Linked DNA regions of Rattus norvegicus: all the other regions are linked to region 1. A link is a contact called in public Hi-C data. All regions are on one chromosome and are shown on one strand. The core of a region is the stretch at or near the end of the contact, and the rest is flanking DNA. Distances in the headings are between cores, read along the strand shown.

The links. A called contact is a pair of places that touch in the nucleus more often than the background predicts.
Region 2: a Hi-C map of mammary epithelial cells shows a contact between it and region 1, with 2.1 times the contacts expected there. The contact joins the promoter of Tdp1 here to the enhancer-like site in region 1. A contact is called at or near these places in 3 of 12 Hi-C or Micro-C datasets (the Rat2 cell line, Schwann cells and mammary epithelial cells).
Region 3: a Hi-C map of mammary epithelial cells shows a contact between it and region 1, with 2.6 times the contacts expected there. The contact joins two enhancer-like sites. A contact is called at or near these places in 3 of 12 Hi-C or Micro-C datasets (Schwann cells, hepatocytes and mammary epithelial cells).

The regions. Positions count from the first base shown.
Region 1 is chr6:124,096,821-124,100,893 of GRCr8, forward strand. It overlaps LOC102550434 (a long non-coding RNA gene), which reads left to right. Exons shown (of 10, transcript XR_010052802.1): 3 at 2,208-2,349; 4 at 2,629-2,694; 5 at 3,030-3,178. Among named protein-coding and RNA genes, the nearest start is that of Cpg1, 57 kb to the left of the region's middle. Within about 2 kb of position 1,826, at least 24 of the 93 cell types and tissues checked have an H3K27ac peak or open chromatin away from gene starts, as enhancers often do.
Region 2 is chr6:124,890,570-124,894,642 of GRCr8, forward strand. It overlaps Tdp1 (tyrosyl-DNA phosphodiesterase 1), which reads left to right and starts at 2,252. Exons shown (of 16, transcript NM_001031657.1): 1 at 2,252-2,260. Efcab11 (EF-hand calcium binding domain 11) reads right to left here and starts at 1,106. Exons shown (of 6, transcript NM_001024350.1): 1 at 967-1,106; 2 at 397-492. The coding sequence starts at 1,041.
Region 3 is chr6:124,648,484-124,652,556 of GRCr8, forward strand. No RefSeq gene overlaps it. Among named protein-coding and RNA genes, the nearest start is that of Foxn3, 78 kb to the left of the region's middle. Within about 2 kb of position 2,073, at least 38 of the 93 cell types and tissues checked have an H3K27ac peak or open chromatin away from gene starts, as enhancers often do.

The DNA.
Region 1 (4,073 bases), core at 576-3,075:
GCAAATCGTTTTACAGATACTTAGTTCAGATGGTGAAAGGCGCCTTAAGGACAGCCTGAGGTGCTATGTGAGTTCCCTAAAGATGTGGCAACCACACAGAGAGAGGACATCAACCAAATAGAACGGGGAAGGAGATACATCACTTCTGCTCTCTTCCACAGGAGGCTGTGTAACAGTCTGCGGGGTCAGAGGGAGTTGAGCACTGTACCCTGGAGCCACCTCTTCCACGTCTTGTGTTTATGATGTGCAGGCAGTGACCTTGTTCTCCAGTGAGCTCTTCTGGACTGAGTAACTCACAAGGGTGTCTGTAAACTACTTAGGAGCTTTTGGACGGTCCCGCCCTTTCTCCACATGCTCAAAGCACTTGCTAGCTCTCTGCGCCTGCAGTCACATTCGGTTAATCCCTCCGTGGTGTCATAACTCTGTATCTTAGGAGAGGAGAAACTCAGACATATTCTCACCGCCATTCTGTTTTTCTCCCACGTCAGCCTTCCGGTTGGTCAGTCATGGGGTTTTGCAGAGTAAGGAGGGGAATGGTGAGAATAAGTTCTCTAGACCCAAGAAAACTTAGGAATCAATTTAATCCCACTTATAATGAAAATAATGAATACTATGGCATATCTTCTGTACAAAACACACACGCCCCTACTTCCTTGCATGTTCACCATGTATGCCAGGACTCATATGTTCTATGCTCACAGCAGACATTATTAATCAATCACGATACTTTTTATCAAACTGAACCTTCAGGAACACTCTCAATTCAACATTTTAGGCTTCATACTTCACTAAGGTTGGTGCAGGATATGAAATGCATTTGCCAGCCCGCGCTTGACTTCAATCAAGTGAGTCAACCTGGGAAGAGTGTCCAAGTAACTTACTCAGGTTGCGGATCCAAGCTTTCTGGAGGCAAATTTCCTCTTTACCCTGAGAAGATGGTTTTCAGTTTTTCCTAGTGTCCTCATGGTTCCTGGTACCCTCCTCAGGTCTCAGTGCCCCTACCTCAGATTCTGACCAGATTGTGTATTTTCTTGGACTCTCTCCTATCTTCCTTTGGTGACAGAAGACGTACAAGATGATCAGGTTCCAAGAAACTCGCTGTTCAATTCAGAGTTTCTCCTTCTGTTAGGGAATCATCACCCCAAAGGGTCTGAGAGACACGGATGGCACAACTTAACGACTGTAGCAAAACAACTGGACTTTGACTCGATAGTGTCTGTTTCCGGCCACACTGTCCGCCACTAGCAAAGATTCCCTTGTCTCCCATGAGCTTGGCGCGTTTCGAGTACTTGATTTAGATTACAAGCGGAAGGCTCAAGAAGAGCACAACTGGGTGAGGGTGGGGTGGAGGACAAGACTTAAGTATGGTTTCTGGTCCCCGCCCTAGACCTCAAGACACGGGGCTGCCCCAATCTCTTGGAGGCGGCAAGCTCTTGGTACTCAATTTGCAATGCTTTGATTCGCATGTACACTAGGGGGCGCAAGTAGGCTTGTTTTCCACCACGGCTCTAAGAAATCCAATGCAACTCTAGGGGATGGGGTATAGGAGGGCAGTCAGGAGCCACACTGTCTCTGAAAAGTGCTGAGGGTAAACAGACGTCTGAGGATGGGGTCTAAAAAGGAGGGTAACACGCTCATGAATTGCTCGAAGCTGTTTTCTGTATTTGTTTTCCCCGATCAGCCTTGGAACTTTGAGCTAGGGCTAAAAGGGCAAGTTATGTAAGGGCCTGGGCTGCTGCCATATTAGGCTGCCAGGCTCTCAGCCTCAGGGTGAGTCAACACCTGGGAGCTGGTGGCCTAGAGCGGCGCTTTCAAGTTGGCTGAGACTGAACCACTACAGTAAAGCCAGTGTTTGACCCATTCCTGAGCCAGGCAGGCGGGCAGGAGACTCAGGTCTATGGAAAGAAAGGCCCTACATACCTTTGCTCTGGAAAGACGGGTCGTGCTTTGGGCCCCAAATTGCAAGAACTCTTTTACCAAACAGACCTGTGCGCCACTGACCTACTTTTTCCGTAGAGTAGACAGAAGCCAGCCCAGGAGTACACAGCCTTCTTTTCCACCCGATTCCTCCAATGCCTCCAACAGTGGCCTTGCTGTCCCAGGCCAGGGAACTACGGGTGTGGACCGTACTTTCCTGGCCCACCGAAGGGAAATGAGCGGAGGAAATCCGCACAAGGGTTTTTACTGCCAAATATTTCTTTCCCTAGGAAGACAGTACATTCAAACCACTGAGTGGAGACTGGAGTTAGGCCAGCCATAAACTATCCTAATGAAGACTAATCGGGAACTACAATTACTGTTGACTTCAGAATGCAAACATGAACTTTAGACAGCGATCCCTATCAGCCGGTGAGGCCGGGCACAGATGCCGATCACTGTTTTCTGCCGTTGCTTAGCAATGGAAAATGAACTGTTCCTGCCTCTTATCACGGGGGGTGGAGGTAGGACAATGAGCTTTATTGGACTGAATAGATATAAAATTAGTTTATTTTTTTCTCACTTGGAGAAGGCAATTGGTAATAAAGAGAATGTCTTGGAAGAGGGCACCCACAGAAGTTGGGGGAGGAGGGTCGCCTCCCTTTTCTCTACCTCCACGGATCCTAACCAGCCTTGGGTTTTCCTCCACAGATAAAAGTTTGAATTTTGCCCGGGAGGGACCCTCCAGAATTATCATTAAAGAAAATATACGCAAAGGTAAACCACAGACCAGCGTGAAAATGAGATGAAGAATGAAGTCTTAGTAACAAGGAGGTTAAGGGTGCCCCAAAACCCACTGACCAGGATAAATAACTGAATGTAATGTTGAATATAGACATCTTAGGGTCTCTGTGCTTGGCACTGTATTAGATCATATGTTAGATGATATGTGTTGATTTGTGGGTAAAAGAAATATTGTAGAAAATCAAAATTGGTACCCTCCCCCCAATTCACAGTGAAGAAGATACACAAGTGTAAAGCCATTTCTCCCCTTTAGTCTCAAGCTCCTGTGTGGTATGTGATTTTTCTCCTGTCTCTCTCACACATTATAGAACAGAAGGGTCCCATGCTGCCCTCTCCACAACAGAGTGTGGTGATATCCACTGGAAGGTCTTGTTGTCTCACAGAGGAACTTCCTCCTTCTGTAGGGAGGGTCTCCTTCTACAGTCCTTGTGCTGACCTCACCTGAACCTATAGCGAGGTAAGTGGCTTTGGTGCGAGAAACCCACGGATGCTTCCTGGGAAGGACCTTAGCCTCCACTAACATACATGGTCGGCTAGAAATTGCCAGATACACTGTTCCCGAAACAACAGGCTGAGCACAGGGCTGGCAGCTGATGGCAAAACCACCCCCTTCCTATGCTTTCTGAACAAGGACTCAACTGTGTAGCTGGTCAGACTCTGACTCACAGTCATCCTGAACCAACCTTCTCAATGCTGGGATTATAGGTGTGGGCCACCACTCCTGACCATCCCTTTTATCACCAGCATTCATGGTAATTGTGCCCATTGAGAAGTTTTGGATAAAATCACATGGACTTGTCAATAGCAAATCTTTTTTTATTATTTATTTAAAATCAATACATAGGGTTTGACTCAATGCACATTAGGGTAAATATCGAAGCCTAAAGATGTCCACTTCATTCCTAGAACCCATCACTATGACCTCATACCACAGAAAGATTTTGCAGATGGAATTGGATTAAGGATTTTTGAGATATAAATCCTGGGCTCTTCTTTTTGGTGACAAAGGTTCTTATGGAGAAGAAAGGCCAAGTTTCAACGGTAACGGGGAAAGATCTAAAGACACTAGGCTTCTGGAGTTAACAAGAGAGCAAGAGGCCATGAGCCCCAAAACCCAGAAGAGTCAGAAACACACTCTCTCCAAGTGCTTCCCCAAGAAACACATCTCCTTCCCATCTTGACTTTAGCCAGGGGAAGGAAACAGTAGAATTCTGACCTCTGGCACCACAAGAGAATCCTATGATGATATTCTAAGGCACGGAATTTGTGCTGATTTGTTCCAACAGGAATAAGAATTGGGACAGATAAACTAGTATTATATCTCCAGAGAAGTATATTAAAAACCCACCCTC
Region 2 (4,073 bases), core at 1,002-3,501, 790 kb after region 1:
TACTTTTACCAATTAAAGCCACCCAGAAATTTTACTATACATTTCAGCTAGTAGGTGAATTACTCCTATTACAACACCACTTTCCCCTCCCAGCCTTCCCCCCTCTATCATCCCATATTTCTTATAAAATTTTAGGACACCCGTGGAGATGTTTTGCTAGCTCTACTGACCTAGATATCTAATTTGCACCCGTTTGGGACTTTGTGGGGTGGGGGGAGTGGAATTCAGTGTTGGAGACATTTTAGGCTTATAAATCAGTGATTTGCTCTACAGAGATCAGAAAGTACTCCTGGCCAATTTTCTTAGGAATCATTTCTATACCATTATCCGCCCCATCCAAAGAAGGGAGAAGAGGGCGAGAGAAGTGGAGGAGGGGAAGAGAGAAAACGTTCTAACCTTGGAGGGTTTGTACCCAAACAGCATTACAATCGCAACCTTAAAGTCTTCCCGGCTTAAGTAGCCTTTGTTGTCTTCATCACATGCTTTAAATACCTACGGAATACCAAAGGTCTACAGTTAGTAAGCCACAAACCAGAAACACAAACATCTAAAACTCAGCCTGGTTGTGGAGCTTTCAAAACGCGGTTTCATCACTCTAGTTTTAATCCTCAAGCAATAGAACCGCTGAGTTAAAATTTTCCCTCTATCCCCTCTCCCCAAGTTTAAAGAACTTGACAAAGTTTAAGGGGCTGACAAATCCATTCCTCTAGACCACTCGAACAAACTGTATGCAATAGCTCATTCCTCGGATTAGGAAGGTGATGGTAGGGGATGGAAGACAGAAGTGATTATCTGTGGATAGTGTGGTGGTCAGGGAAGTGATCATAGTGGGGCACTTATGCCTCAGTTTAAAGAACAGTTCTTTCCAGGGTTGACTAGAACCTGTTTGAGGGAGACCCAAGAGGGGTGACAGAGGTGGCCCTGGTCAGGCTTAAGTCCAAACTCGGGTCGCGTTCCCACACCTACTTCCACCCATTTCCTGCGTTCTGAGGCGCTGATTTCGCCTGCTCGCGGCCTGGCGCCTGCCTCTGACAGGAACATCCCCACCGACACCAAGACCAAGCCAGGGAAGCTCCTTCGCTCCAGCGAGAACAGCCACTGCGGCCACGCCCACCACCGCTGGGACTCAACTTCGCCGCGCAACTCCAACGGTTCCTCCCATTGGCCAGCCTCCGAGCCACTGGCGTTGATGTAGTACTGTCATTGGTTAAAAGCTCTGTATGACAACGGGGAGGGGCTTCTAAGGCCCGCCTCTGGATCTTGGTTCCGCCTCTCCTCGACTTTCTTGACTCTTTGAGAGCTGGTGAGGGAGATTAGGTACCTCTGTGCTTTCTTACCAGGCTTTGATTGCCTTCAGGCAATCTGCCGAACTTAAAATAAACTCTCTGATTATTCTGACCCGTGCCTTTGTTAGATTTGATAGGAGACACACGAAGAATGTGAAGAAAGCACACAAACACACACAAAAATTGAGTTAACTCCCAAGATTCATTTTTAAACCAACAAGCCATTGAACGGCCTTCTCAGAGCAGCTACTGTGTTTATTTTCGCCCTCTTGGTAACCCTGATACGTAACACTGTATCTAGGACAATCAAACGAAATGACCCGTTTTGAGTGTTGACACACAATTATTCAACCCTCGGAAAGCGATGCCTGACATGAGGCTGACTGAAGGACTAGCACAAGAATTCTATACCAGACATCTTTATAGAAAGTGAATAATATGGACTAGTGCATCGTTTTCCAGACCGGCTTATAAATCACAGCCCTCTACCCTTCTGGCGAATCAGTGAGATTGACAGGAATACATCCGTTTCAAAGGAGAAACCTTCAAAGGAAGTTCTGAGTCTTATGGGAACTCATTTAACTTTTTATCCTGCAGTGGATTTTAAAGCCTGAAGCAGCTGCCTTTTTCTTCAGCTCACCTATCTCCCAAAGCTCGCCGCTGTCTTAGCCCTGAGCGCCTGAAGCTGCCCAAGAGCATACCCAGAATGGAGGTGTTGTTTGCAAATTAACTACGAGAGAAGCAAGCCACAGCTTTCTGTTTCTCTCTCCTTACGGAGTCAACAGGAAACTAGCCGTGAGGCGCCCCTCGACTCTACTTCTTTGCTAAGAAGGCAGGATTTAGGACCCAGCGGGGGACTTCCGGAAGGGGACGTGGCCGACTGGCAAAGCCGCGGCGCCTGCGAGTTTGAACTGCGCGCATGCGCGGACGCGCCGCGGAGGCGTGGCTTCGGCAGCGGCGGACTGGCGGGTCAGGTAGGTGTCTGCGGCTGCGGGCGCCAGCTCGGGGCGGTCTCTGCTCGTGGCTGTAACTCTGCGCCCGCCCTCCTGATGGCGGCGCGCTGGCCGCTGCGTTCCGATGTGGTAGTGGAAGGCCAGCAGGGTTCGGTGTGCACCGCGAGGAGAGCGGCGAGGCCGGGGTTCTTGGGCAGGGTCTCCTCCTCTGAGCCCCGGAACCTGCGGTCCTGGTCCTTGGGACGCGCTGCGGAGCCGCTGGCCTTTGCTTCCTCCGTGGGTCAGGCTCTTGAACCTCTCTGCCCTCAGTTTCCACACCAGGGACACTGCCGTGAAATCGGGCTGACTTGAGAGTGAAATGAGTCTGTACTGATGAAGTTATATCTGGGCAGAGATGAGCGCCCGGGGAAAGTTAGCAGCTTTTTTGCTTACTCTACCCCCAAATTACCCATTGCTCCCTGACCATCTTCTTAAGCAGCAGAAACGTTCTTATCGCCACGTGTCCACAAAGTTGTATTGGATGTGATCATTTTCAAAGATTAGACGGGCCAAGGCACTCTTACTAAAACACTCACTGGGAGTCCCATTGTTTTTACAATAAAATTCGACTTTTAACAGCCTTGCCTTAGTGTCCCCACCTCTTCTTTCTGGACCATTTCTATGTTACAGTTAGAACCTAGCTACCACCTCCTGGTTCGATTCCGTCTGTCTGGAATGTTGCTCACCTGTCTTTTAGCCTGATGATTCCTTTTCCTCCAAGGTCTCAGATGCTACTCCACAATGGTTCCAAAGAAAGGTTACCCATGTAAAACGTAATAAGCGTCTGTAGTCATCTTGACTTTTAGGCTTTTCATGTGTTAATTTGTGCTTTTCACCCAAAAATTAAACTTGTCTGGAAGAGAAGTGGTATATTAATTCTTTATTCTCAGTTCTGAATTCTGCTTACTTCTGGGCTAAGGACCACCTTAGAGGAACCTGGAATGTGGTGCCTAGGTCTTAAATGTCTGAGGAGTAATGTCTGTGTAGAAGAAATACTCTCTACAGGGTCTGCTCAGCCAGCCAGGGAACAGTGGAAGCAAAATTCTAAATAGAGTGCTTTTTTGCATCAACTCGTGTGTGTGTGTACACGTGTACATATACACATAGTTATAGAGTGTCTTTCTCAGTTGCTCTCTGACGTGTTCTAATGAGTCAGGATCTCTCAGAAGCAGAAGATGGCAGTTTCTTTCAAGGGGGCTGGCCACTGAACTCTTGGGACCTGCTTGGCTATCACAGTGTTGGGGTTACAGTCATAGAAATTGTTCTGGACTTTGGAAATCATGGCAAACCCTCTTATCCACTGGCCGAAGCTCTAGCCCTTCATGCACAGTTTTTAAGCCCTTGACGAAGTTCCCGATGACATCCTGAGTTGCTGTCTTGTGAAGGGACTCCATGGGATTTTCTTCCCAAATTCCATTGCCTCGCCTGCCTCCCTAGATTTTATTTATTCTCTGTACACATACGCTGTTATTTTCTTAACATTTATTCAAATCCACTCCTACATAAATACCTTTACAAAGTAGACTTTATTTTGCTATTGTAGCTATAATGGAGTCATAGCGGTATCCTGCTGACAGGGAAACAAGTGTTGCAGGTGCTTGTGGAAGAGTCCAGGGCCCACTATGCTTCAGAAGCAAAATGTAAAGCACTTTTTAGGCTACAGCTTTCTCCTTGATTTACGTAGAGACTGAGTTTGAATGAATGGGGCTGCTGTCATATGTGGTTAGTCAGTGGCAGGCCCCAGTTACCTCCACTGTGGGATTTATTGCTGGGCTGCTTTGATTCGGTGAGTATT
Region 3 (4,073 bases), core at 823-3,322, 550 kb after region 1:
AAACCAGCAAATCCTAAGCCAATTCACCGATTTGCCCTTTCCATGAAAAATGTACAGAGTATACCTTAGTAGCATAGATTCTTTGTGTTTCTCCCCCAGTACCAACTAAACAGGAGGTTGTTACTTTCAGATACTTGATTTTGCTGTCAGAATTAATCCTCTCCTCTCCACCACATAAATTATAAGGTTCTGTTTTGATACTGGGAGGAGAAAACGATTAAGAGAATGGCTATGCGTGTCTCCACACACCTGGATTCATAGCTAGACATGATGGTGCGTTCCTGTGGAGTAGGAGAGCCGGAATCCAAGGCTAGCCTTGGCTCCAGAGCAATTACAAAACCAGCCTAGGCTACATGAGATGTGTTTTCTCTCTCTCTCTCTCTCTCTCCTCCCTCTCTCTCTCTCTCCTCCCTCTCTTTCTCTCTCTCTCTCCTCTCTCTCTCTCTCTCTCTCTCTCTCTCTCTCTCTCTCTCTCTCCCCCCCCTCCCCGCACAAAAACAGCGGTTATTACTTTAAAACTATGCTCTTTTGTGTTATTGTTATTGTTTTAGATGTTGTCTCACTGTGTGGACCAGGCTGGCCTCCAACCTGCAGTGGTCTTCCTGCTTCTGCCTGCGATAACAGGCGTGTTCCACCACATCTGGCTATACTTTAAAAACTCAAGTCACCGACATCTGTCACCACTGTGTGTGGGTACAGGTGTGCCAGGCTCTGCGTCCTCTCCTGACATCTTTATATGGCTTCCAGGGATCCTGCTAACTTGTCAGGCTTGCAGGGCAAGCGCCTTTACCTGCTGAGTCATTTCATCTGCCTCCCCATAAATACTTTTTTATATGATCATCTCTCCAGCTACAAACTAAAAAGTAGGTAAAAGTAGTTGGGTTTTTTTTTTTTTTTTAAAGCGATTACTCTGACAAAGCGAAGGATAGGAAAGTTGCAAGTGAATGATCCTTCGGAGTGGAAAAGGTTAGCTGTAAATACTCTTTTGAAATACACCGTGAAGGATTTTCACTCTGAGATTAGGGCTGTTCGTGCCTCCAGGTTCAAGTGTTGCTCAATCAGCGAGGTGCTCAATTCACGGTGATTGCTGCTCCGGTTTCTTGTTGATCGAGAAATATGCATAATCTCAGCCCAGAGACATTTACCATAAAAATGAATCTAAGAAATAGGGTTTCATTTAAATTTTCCAGTTGCAGTGGATCGAGGAAATTATATGCAGAACATTAAGATGTGAAAAGCTCTGATTCGAACAAGACCAAAGAGGCTGCTTCACGATGTCCCTAATGTTGTGTTCGAATTAGATGGCGAGCTTTTCCTGTTCCGAGCCCTTGTCAATTTGATTAAAATCACAAACACGTGACTGACTCCGCCTCAGTTAAAAATACTCTCAAGCCAGAGAATGAGCTTTGTATTTGCAAGTGGCTTCTTCTGCCCTAGCGAGACTATTGCCCTAGCAGGGAGTGGAGTGGGGTGGCGTAAACGGTTTAAAATTTAAAACCTCTAACCGGATTCTCCCGGTGAAGCCCACTGCAGATTGCCAGTCCGGATTCAGACATTTACGATCTAAAAATGGCCCTTAAGAAATGCAGCTTTTATTTCGACGTTGTTTTCAAGGACAGAATTTGGAAGCCTGTCTGATTTCTGCACATACTCTTTCTTAGACTTAAAAAACCAAATCTTTCAGGAGAAAACATTTGCGGAAAAGACGCACGGCCTCAAGGTGTGTGCTGGTGTGTGCGCGTGAGGGGACGCGCATGCACGTTTCTGCCGAGTTTAGACCTTGCCGGGACGATCAACTCCGTCCCTTCGAACTGAAAAAGTCTCCAAGCCGTGACCCGCCCCGTCGGCGTGGACGAGCAGGGGATCCGGTTACGCCCGAGGAGCGACTCGGTGGCTGCGCCTTTCGGGGAGATCTGGGGACGCCGCCGGGCCGCCCACGCGGGGCTCAGGGCCCGAGCTTCCCACAGAAGCCGCCAGCATCAGGCGCGGCGGCTGCGCTGCCATGGCAACCGTGGCCTGCCGGTCCCCGCTTTCGGGCGCCGGCGCTCCAGGCCGGGCGGGGCGGGGCTGGCGTTGCTAGGAGACCTGCAGCGGGCGTCCGCCTCCGCGGCCCGGTCTCCCGGCTTCCACCCTTCACCTACTTCTGCCTGGCAGAGACTGACGTGGGGGTTGGGTTTGATGGCCACGTGGTGGCCCAGTGTCTCAGTCGCCCCTTCTGGCCCATGTGAGGTCCACACTCCTTCACCCAGGAGCACTGTGGCCCTTGACCCAGGAGAAAACACCTCTGCATTGTTTCCTCTCGCCTCCCTCCTCCTCTGTCCTCACTTGATCTAAAAGTCCCCAAAGCCCCTGGAAGGCTCCCTAACCCACCATTCTTTCCTCTCTAGCCGGATCCATGTCTTGACTTCAACCAGGAGTCGTGCAAAGCACTTTCTGTATGTCATCTAATTTTTTTTTAATCCTGTGATATAGAGGTTAGTTAATTCATTTACCATAAAGTGTAGCCAAGGTCAAACAGCTGGGCGGGATGGGACAGGATACTCATGAGGTCCAGTCCTTTTATATTGCTCAAATTTCCTCGCTAGGCTGCCTGTTGGCTAGACCCCCATTCTCTTTGCCGTCCAAGCACGCATACCCCACACCACCTGGGACATGCTGTCTGGAACAAGGTCTGACAAGAGGATTGAGAACTTGAAATCAGAGACGTCCAAAATACCTTTGGACAAACGGTTTACATAGTGATGTATCCCTGATAATTTGCAGATGTCCCTGTCTGTAAATACTACTGGCACAACGAGAAACTCTCAATTCTTAGTAAAGAGAGAAAATGGTAACCCAAGACCGACTTGCTTGCTGTGGTTATCCCACGTTGAGGTAGATATTTGGGGGGAGGGGTGTAAAAACTGTTTTCTCCTCAACTATGTCCACGAAGTTTACCTATTTATGTATTTGGTTATTTTTGTGAGAACACGCAAGGGCCCGCAGAACGAGATTGTGTGTGTGTGTGTGTGTGTGTGTGTGTGTGTGTGTGTGTGTGTGTGTGCGTGCGCGCGCATGCGTGCCAGGCGTAGTAACTACCACCTAGGGGATGGCGCAGAGAGGGTGGCTCAAAGGGAGACAATCCAGAGACGGTGTCTTGAAGACCGAATGGCAGAGCAGCAGCCAGAGTGAGCAGATCCGGCTCTCAGGAACTGATAGGAAACGGCTCTTTTAAATTTTTACTGCAACAGAGGGGTACAAGAAGCCAAGCTAAAGAGTAATAATTTAAAGTGAAGATCCAGGCACAGCGTGACCCAAAGCATACCTTTCCCAAGGAGGGTATCCCTTGATGTACAAACACTGTTAGTTTTATCTCTCCCCGACCCGGTCCTCACCTCCGTCTCTGTGTACCTGGCGAAGGTTGTGAGTATAAACACTTACCGCTCTGGGACCTTGGCTGGGCCAGGATGAACTAACTATTGTAAAATAAAGGACGTTGGAAGTCTGAGTCGTGAGAAGGAAGGCATCTAAACACTTGGGAGCTGGGTGGGACCTGACACTGTGGGAACAGACGACCAACAACACCCATTACAGTCTATCCCGGCACCTCCACCCCTCCACCCCTCCACCCCTCCACCCCTCCACCCCTCCACCCCTCCACCCCACTCCAAGTGCTTCTCAAGGTAAGTCTGTTCCACATTGCCACACATTATTCAAAGTCCTAACTGGTGACAGATTTACTGAGATAAACCATAGCCATCGATGCTACAGCTGGTCCAAAACAATAACTAGTCTCAATCGATCCAACTACTATCGTCGTCTATGAGCCGTTCTGCTAGGCCAGGTGGCTCAGCTAACTGAGCCAACACTGAGCTCAGTTCACGAAGTGAGCCACCGCCAATTCCTTGAGCGATCAGAGCCCTTTCAACCATGTCTTCACTACACAATGATTGCCAGAACCGGCTTATTCTTAGTTCAGTCTGGGGATGGAGGCAGCTAGTGTCACTGTGGTGGTTTAGCTGAGTATCAACATATGCCTTCCTGCCCCTTTGTGCATCTGTAGTCCTGCCTCCTCATGAGGCTAAGGGTCAGTT